Linked DNA regions of Pan troglodytes: regions 1 and 2 are each linked to region 3. Evidence: chromatin contacts called from public HiChIP or PLAC-seq data. All regions are on one chromosome and are shown on one strand. The core of a region is the stretch at or near the end of the contact, and the rest is flanking DNA. Distances in the headings are between cores, read along the strand shown. Region 1 holds the start of FLVCR2 (FLVCR heme transporter 2). Region 2 holds the start of TTLL5 (tubulin tyrosine ligase like 5). Region 3 holds the start of TGFB3 (transforming growth factor beta 3).

Region 1 (2,700 bases), core at 87-2,586, 410 kb after region 3:
TGCTTTTGTTTCCCGCCTCTCTTACAGCATCACAATCACTGCCTGTCACACCCAGTCACTGTCACCCAGAGTCAAAAACACTGTTGGACAATCAGCAAATTATAGCCTACCACACCCAATAGTTTAGGTGCAATCTAACACACGCCCCTGGGAACATTCACAAACTGTTCTACCTACCTGATTGCCAAAGACAGCCACGGAGCAGGCTGTTGAAACCTCATTAGCCCCGAACCAGACGGAAGCGATGCGGGAGGGCATGCCCAGGATGAAAACCTGGGCCACAGAGCAGATGAGCTGGCCCACTACGGTGACCGGAAAGAGATGCGGCTTCAGGCTGCCCAGCTTCACCCAGGCCCCCAGGCAGTTGAGAGCCGAGCCAGTGAGAGCAATGGTGCGCAGGCCGAACTTCTCCAGCAGCCAAGCCACCGGCAGGAGCAGAGGGATGTAAGTCAGCATGTAGCACATGGACAGCCAGTCAATGGCAAAGGCACTGACACCGTAGAAGTGCATGAAGATGTTATTGATGGAGCCGTACTGGATCCACTGAAAGGAGTTGCACATGGAGTAGCAGCTAAACACCAGGACCACGGCCCAACGGCGCCTGCTCACCTTGATCACGCTGAGGTCCTCGGGGCCCGAGCTACTGGGGTGAGCCAAGCCACTGGGTTGGGCTAAGGCACTGGGGTGGGCCGAACTGCTGGGGTGGACAGAGACGCTGGGGTTGATGGAGACGCTGGGGTTGATGGAGACGCTGGGATGGACCGAGACGCTGGGATGGACCGAGACGCTGGGGTCCGCTTGGAGTGCGGACTCCGGCGCAGGGGTGTCATCGCTCTCTTCCTGGTTGGGACCTTCATTCACCATCGCCACAGTCTCCTCTGGAATCCTGGAGAAGTGGTGAGGACTCCAGCAGTCAAGGGACAGTGCCCTCCGCTGGTCTCTTAGAGTTGAAAGGACACTTGCCTATTCCAGAAGAAACAGAGACTCGAGGCTGCGTAAAAGCCTCAAGTGGGGCTTCCTGTGCTCACCTCCAAGCTCCTGCTCCCACTTTTGCTTGGGGCTCTCTGTTGCCACCCGCGGCGATCGCTGTCCCAAGGCCGGCCGCACACGCCGCAGCCGGCTCCGGACCGCTCCTGCCTTGGGTCTCCCCACGAGGCGTTCCTTGTGCAGGAAAAGTTCTCTCCTTGCGCAGCCACTTCGCCCGCCGAGTCCTCTCCGGGGCCAGCTTGGGGCCTCGCCCAGTCGGGCACACGTGACCGCCCCGCCCCCGTCCTGCCTGGCTTCCTCCGCCCCCAACCCCCCCCGCCACCACTCCACCCCCGACCCAGTGTCTCTTGCCTTCTCGAGCCCGGTCCTCCGGGCAGAGCAGTTGTTTCGCCACAGCTTGCGGGATGCATTCCTCCCCCACGCCCCGGGCGCCATGGAAACCGCCCGGTTAACCCCCACCCTTTGCACTGCCCCTCATATTCATTTGCCACCCGCTATCAGCGGACCCTGCAAGAAGATCCGCCTGCCCGAAGTAATCCCCAAAATAGAGCGTCTCTGGTGCCCGTCCGCATGCCCTGCGCGCGTGCACCAAAGCCCGGCGCCACCTAAGTGTCCTGGGGAATTCAAGAGGGATTCCCCAACTTTCTCCCCCTTGGCTTAGGCTCCCAGCCCTTGGCTGAACTAAAGAGAGATTTGTAGATTTCCCGGGCTGGTTGCGCTCCTGGGTTAAAGGGGAGTTACCGAAAACTCTCTTTACTCGCTTCTTTCCCTGCGGACGTGGTTTTGTCTTGGGGAGGTTAGATTTGAACCTGTTATGTGGGGCTATTTTTCCTGATGGATTCTGGGCGAAGACCCTAGGGTGCGGGGGAGGAAAAGGAGAGTTTGAAGAAGCCGAAGAAGCTGTCCGCGGTTGTGTGATGGAACGCTTAGCACAGAGCTGGCTCCGGGCTTGGTCTTGGAAGCGGTCTTTGAACTCAAGCAGCCCTAGTCTGCCACCTGCCGGTCCTAGCCCATTTCAAAGGGCAAACCCTCGACTCGTTGCACTGACCCTGTCCTTGGCGAGGGATCCTGGTAAGGAGCCCAAATTCTCCCTGAGTTCAAACACCAGCTTAGCTACAATGAGGTGTCACTGTAGACCAAGGAACTCCACCTCTCTGCGCTTCAGTTTCTTCATCTGTAAAATGGAAATGATGAAATAATAGTACCTACCTCACCGTGTTGTTCTGAGACTTGAATGAATTAATACACGAATGCACTTAGAAAATTCCTGCCACATAGTAAGCATTCCGTGAATGCTGGCTATCCTAGCAAAAAGCTAACATTTGTTGTACAGTGCTAAACAAATTGAATGCATTAGCTCATTTATGCATCACAAGAATTCTGTGATAAAGTTACTATTGCTGGCCTAAATTTTATACACAAGAAAACCCAGACTCAAAGAAGTGAAGTAACTTCTTTCTGAAGGTCCCAGCTGGCAAGAAGAGCCATAATTCTCGCTCAAGTCTGTAATCATTCAAGCTGTAGCCTAGCTATTCAAGCACAGTCTGTGGTTAGCAGCGTGGGCACCTGTGGGAGCTTTTTAGAAGCCCAGAATCCCCTCCAGTGTTAAGGCCTTAAAAAACAAAACGACAACCACAAAACAACCAAGAAGGTTGTCAGGCCCAACCTAGACCCACTGAATTGAAAGCTGCATTTTAACAAGATGCCCAGGAG
Region 2 (2,814 bases), core at 139-2,638, 330 kb after region 3:
GGATCACCTGAGGTCGGGAGTTCGAGACCAGCCTGACTAACATGGAGAAACCCCGTCTTTACTAAAAAAAAAAAAAAAAAATACAAAAAATTAGCCGGGTGTGCTGGCTCATGCCTGTAATCCCAGCTACTCGGGAGGCTGAGGGAGGAGAATCGCTTGAACCCGGGAGGCGGAGGTTGCGGTGAGCCAAGATCGCGCCATTGCACTCCAGCCTGGGCAACAAGAGTGAACTCCGTCTCAAAAAAAAAAAAACAAAAAACCCCTGCAAACATTTATTTAGACTCTATGACAAGCACGCTGACAAGATGCCATCATGTTTCCAGTAAAATAAATTCAACAATGAACCGAAAGATGAATATATTCTCTTGAATCAAAGGGCCATATAAATAGGTGGGGGAGGGGAGGAATGCCCTTCCACTCTTAAAAATTATTCTTCCTAAAAATCACAAACTTTGGTACGACTCTCAAATAGACGATAAAATTAGGAAATTTCCAACACTGCATTTCTAACTTAAAATATTTTTTCCAAAGTAAAAAAGTACATGTTCGTTGTGTGTGTCAGAAGAAGAAATAGGAACTACAAATAAAAGAAACATGTTTAAATGACCATAATCCCAAATTACTCAGCGATAATTACTTGCTGTCAATCCTTCTTAACTTTTCCATGCATTCATAAATACGATGAGACTGTAAATAAGACCAAAAAAAAACAGACCCCGATAATGATTAAAGATCTTCGGCGCAATGGGCAATGTCTAACAACTTCAATGGCTTTCTTCAGGGGATTCTCAACGGGATTTCTTGATCTTTCCCAAAATGCTGGGAAGCCCTTTAAGTTTAAACAAACAAAACCTCCAAACGGGAAGGGATGCCAACCTTTCCTAGGCTGCCTGCAGAGCGGGGAGAAACAGGTCTATCGGAAGAAGAGTAGAGATACTCACCTAAGGAGACTCCTCGCCCTAAAGGAACCTGCTTCTCAGCCCCACCCCCAGCTCACCCCAATCCCACGTAGGTCCGCAGATGCTCCCCCCCGGGAAGGACGGGACGACCCCGCAGCCGCGATTCAACGCGGCGCGCCCGGAAGCCAACAGCTACTCCCGGGCTCTGAGCGGGAAGTGCTGCTGCAGGCGCCAGCCCGGACCCGGGAATGCTCCTCCCTAGGGTAGGGAAGCGCGCGGGCGCAGGCGTTTACCTGTCTCATCTTCCCATGGTTCGGGGCGAGCAGGCGTGGACCGCGCTCTGCGCCTACCTCCCTCCTCCTTCCCCAGCAAGGCTCAGGGCAGCCGCCGACGGCTGCTTCCCCGGTTACTACAACAACCAACAAGCAACCGCCCGCTCGGAGCCACTGCGCAGGCGCTCATAACGCTCAGCTGCGGACGCGGGCGAATGTCGTCACCGCCGCGCAGCGCGGGCGCAGAGCCCTGCCCTCCGCTGAAGGGAGTCTTCTTTTTTTTTTTTCCCGCTGTTTTTTTCTCCGCCCCTAAGAGGTTGACTCCAAACCCGGAGTTCCGCTAGGTCCAACAGGAGGGCTTACGGCGTGAGCGGCGTACCTGGGGAGAGGCTTAGGCAGCGGCAACCGCTGATTGGCAGTAAAGGGGTTCACTCCCCATCTCCTGCTCGGGCGAAACCGGGACAGCCAATGAGAGAGAGTACTGACGGAAACGGCCCAATCCTGGAGCAGGGCTGAGGGAGGGGGCGGGGACAAATGGCTCAGGTGGACTCCCGGCTGGAGCTGTCCTGGGGGAGCTTGTTTGCGGCAGCGGCTGCTGCTGCCACTGCTGTGCTGGGGGCCAGGTCGCCAGGTAAGGAGAATATGGGGGAGAAGAGGGATGTAGGTGTCTGTGTTGCTTCTGATTGAGAGGATCCGGAGAGTCTGGAAAAATGGAGGTGGGATGGAAGGAAGATAACTGGAAGGCAACCTTTTGGGGGGAAAAGGTTTCGAGAGGCGATGACAAGGGGGAGCTAGGAAGATGGAGAAGGCTTGGTGAATTCAAGGAACGAAGGAATGGATGAGCGAATGAGCAGCCACTATGAGCCTAGCACTGTACAAAGAGCCTTCACTTTTTGTCATATAATTCTTACAATAGCCCTTCGGGTTGATATTTCTATCTCCATTTTGCAGATGAGGAAACCGAGACTGAGAAGTGTAAATGACTTACCCAGGGTCACACAGCTACTAAAGTGGTAGGGCCAGGATAAGAATCCCTCTCTCCTGATTAAGTTTTAACAGCACACCTATGCTGGGCTGGGCTGGGCTGGGCTGGGCCAGGGCCAGGACAAAATTTGGAAATAGATGTTGTATACACTCTAAGAGGCCCTTAAGCTTTAGGGAAATTAGGTTGAGAAATTGGCAGAGCAACTCAGAAGTGCTCAGGCTCTGTCCTCATCAGCTATCTGTTGGGATTTCTAACAGATAACACTTCTGTGAAATGGAAGGCATACTTGTGCAGAAAAGTGGAGAGGTGCATCCATGCAGCTTTTCTAAACCCCGGAGGAGTCTCCTCTTGAGAGAGGGTGAGAAAATAAAGAGAATGGGTGGATCTTGGCCCAAATGATAATGGCCTGTGATGTCCAGTAGACCCTCAGTCTCTCTGATCTTCGACAGAGACCACCTTTGTGATCCAGCTCTCCCTGAAGGGCTCATCAATTCACCCTTCCTTCTCTAGATCTCTTTATTGCTTGTTTGGGGCGGGGAGTTGACGGGGGGGGGGGGGGGGGGCGGCGGTGTTTCACACTGTCTTGGGCCATTGCTGACTTTAATATCTGTCCCACTGGGTAGCAGAGAACAATACCGAAACTTGTATTGCCAAAGTG
Region 3 (2,700 bases), core at 77-2,576:
TGTAAGCTCACAGCATACGACCATCACCTTATAGTCAGTTTCCAGACCTTCACCCCCACTTCTTCCCCAACTTGCTGAAAACAGAAGGCAAATGGTCCTCACTCTGGGCAGAGAGGTACCCTGCAGTAGTAGCTTCCAGACCTTGCTTAGCACCTGAATCACGTGTGAGGTTTGTAAAGAAACAGAGATGCCAGGGCCCCAACTCTGGAGACTCTGATTTGGTAGAGGTGGAGTCCAAAAAAGTATAACTTTAATAATTTTCCTTCCTATCTTGCAACTGTCTGCTCAAAGGCCTTCCCTTATCACCTTATTTGAAACTGCAACATCCCCCAACCTAGGCACACCCCATCCTCCTTCCCTGCTTGATTTTCTGCCACACCACATTTGTTTGTTTGTTTGTCTGTTTGAGACACGGTCTTGCTCTGTCGTCCAGGCTGGAGTGCAGTGGTGCAATCTTGGCCCCCTGTAAACTCTGCCTCCCTGGCTCAAGTGATTCTCCTGCCTCAGCCTCCCAAGTAGATGCCTGCGCCAACATGCCGGGCTAATTTTTCCATTTTTTTGTAGAGACTGGGTTTCGCCGTGTTGCTGGGGCTGGTCTCGAATTCCTGAGCTCAAGCAATCCTCCTGCATGGGCCTCCCCAAATGCTGGGATTACAGGCGTGAGCCACTGCACCTGGCCCAGCACTTTTTACCTCACTACATCATTTACATATTTATTTAGTTTATCGACTCCTCCACTGCCCCACCCCTGCCTCTAAAATAAAATTTCCCTGAGGGCAGGAGTTTTGTTTCGTTCACTGATATTCTTCACAGAGCCTAGAATAGTGCCTGGTATATAGTAAACATTAAACTTTTTCTGAAATTTCAGAGGCAGTATAGCATAGTAATTAAGTCCAGACTCTGGCAACGTCCTGGGTCCAAATCCCAACAGCTGACACCTAATAACTATGTGACCTTGGGCAAGTTACTTTTAAAGTTTCTACCCCTAGGTTTCCCATTGGTTTTGCAAATGAAAGTAATGCCTACCCAAGCTAGATAGCCTGTGTAAAATATCGCCTCCATCACTCACAAGCAGTGTGGTCTGTAAAAAAAAAAAAAAAAATACTCTATGCCTCAGTTTCCTCATCCGTAAAGTGACCCACCGCTGTGCTGGGATACAGAGAACAGCCCCTTCAGTTAGTGGCCTGGAAGCCAGACCTCTCAGAAAGGGTCCAGGAAGGCTGGAGTGAGATGGGGTGGGAGCGGCACTCGCTCTCAGGAAAGTTCAGTTCAGAGGCAAGCCCTGTGTTGCGGGGTGCGGGGAGCCACGTGCCCTACCCTCCCTTGGCTGCTCGTGGGAAAAGGCCTAGAGGTTCGGGCCGAGAAGAGGAGCGAAAGCACAGAGCCGACTTCCCCTCACCCATCTGGGAAATGGGCTCGGGCCAACTGCTGACTTCGCGCTCGCTGGCGCAGCTCCCTGCGGAGCCCTCGGCGGGGAGGGAGGCTGAACATCTGGATGACATTTCTGCGAGAGCGGCTCCGGAGCAGCGGTCGGGGAGGGAGAGGTGCGCTCGTGCGCACGTGGGGCCGGGAGGGAGGCGATTCCTCGGGGCCTGGGTCTTGTTTTTCTCGCTCTCTACCGCAGCCCCTTCTCCCGCCCCTCAGCCCCCACCCCGCAGCCCCCAGCCCCCGAGCCTCCCCGGCTCCCGACCAGCCGAGCTCCTTCACTGGCGGCCTCGCTTCGCCAGAGGGCACCCTCGATCTTCCGGAAAACGCCACCATTTTTCACTGCCCCTGGAGCGCCTCCAGGCTTCTGCCCGCCTCCCGACTCCGATCTTGTCAATGAAGAATCGGGCCAGGATCGCCGCGGAGCGGACGCCGACCCTCCGACCCGGCTCGCAGGCCGGGAGTCCCCTCTGCGAGGCTGGCATGGCCGCCCCTACCGGGTCCCGCGCCCTCTGCGGACCCTGCCCCGGGTTGGGCCTGGCCCGCAGGCGGCCCCGGGACCGGGGGACCAGGAGGGAGAGTAGACGCGGGCCGCGGACGGCGCGGACTGACAGCTGGCGAGAGGGCGCCGGGGCTGGGGGAAAGGGAGGGAGGGGGCTCATCGGAGTAACTTTCCAGAAAAACAGCCAACGTGTAGCAGGAGTGATTCCAAGAGGGGAAAAAAAGTTCAGCTACCACGTCGAACGAGAGGACTCGCAAAGTATTTTTCAAATGGGCTCGGCTTTTCCTGTGCCTGTTTAAAACATTAACATCGTGCAGCAAAAGAGGCTGCGTGCGCTGGTCCCTCCCTCCCCCACCCCAGGCCAGAGACGTCATGGGAGGGAGGTATAAAATTTCAGCAGAGAGAAATAGAGAAAGCAGTGTGTGTGCATGTGTGTGTGTGAGAGAGAGGGAGAGGAGCGAGAGGGAGAGGGAGAGGGAGAGAGAGAAAGGGAGGGAAGCAGAGCGTCAAGTCCAAGGGAATGAGCGAGAGAGGCAGAGACAGGGGAAGAGGCGTGCGAGAGAAGGAATAACAGCTTTCCGGAGCAGGCGTGCCGTGAACTGGCTTCTATTTTATTTTATTTTTTTCTCCTTTTTATTTTTTAAAGAGAAGCAGGGGACAGAAGCAATGGCCGAGGCAGAAGACAAGCCGAGGTGCTGGTGACCCTGGGCGTCTGAGTGGATGATTGGGGCTGCTGCGCTCAGAGGCCTGCCTCCCTGCCTTCCAATGCATAT

What was found. HiChIP or PLAC-seq counts read pairs in DNA pulled down with a chosen protein or histone mark.
Region 1: an H3K4me3 HiChIP or PLAC-seq map of stem cell-derived excitatory neurons shows a contact between it and region 3, with 11 times the contacts expected there. The contact joins the promoter of FLVCR2 here to the promoter of TGFB3 in region 3. A contact is called at or near these places in 1 of 7 Hi-C or Micro-C datasets (stem cell-derived neural progenitor cells) and 1 of 1 datasets of contacts at active chromatin or transcription factors (stem cell-derived excitatory neurons).
Region 2: an H3K4me3 HiChIP or PLAC-seq map of stem cell-derived excitatory neurons shows a contact between it and region 3, with 7 times the contacts expected there. The contact joins the promoter of TTLL5 here to the promoter of TGFB3 in region 3. A contact is called at or near these places in 1 of 7 Hi-C or Micro-C datasets (stem cell-derived neural progenitor cells) and 1 of 1 datasets of contacts at active chromatin or transcription factors (stem cell-derived excitatory neurons).

Annotation. Positions count from the first base shown.
Region 1 is chr15:73,529,622-73,532,321 of NHGRI_mPanTro3-v2.0_pri, reverse strand. It overlaps FLVCR2 (FLVCR heme transporter 2), which reads right to left and starts at 1,336. Exons shown (of 10, transcript XM_009428171.4): 1 at 178-1,336. The coding sequence starts at 864.
Region 2 is chr15:73,613,600-73,616,413 of NHGRI_mPanTro3-v2.0_pri, reverse strand. TTLL5 (tubulin tyrosine ligase like 5) reads right to left here and starts at 1,388. Exons shown (of 34, transcript XM_063793745.1): 1 at 1,193-1,388. ERG28 (ergosterol biosynthesis 28 homolog) reads left to right here and starts at 1,671. Exons shown (of 5, transcript XM_510078.6): 1 at 1,671-1,802.
Region 3 is chr15:73,939,235-73,941,934 of NHGRI_mPanTro3-v2.0_pri, reverse strand. It overlaps TGFB3 (transforming growth factor beta 3), which reads left to right and starts at 1,326. Exons shown (of 8, transcript XM_016926465.4): 1 at 1,326-1,544; 2 at 2,574-2,700.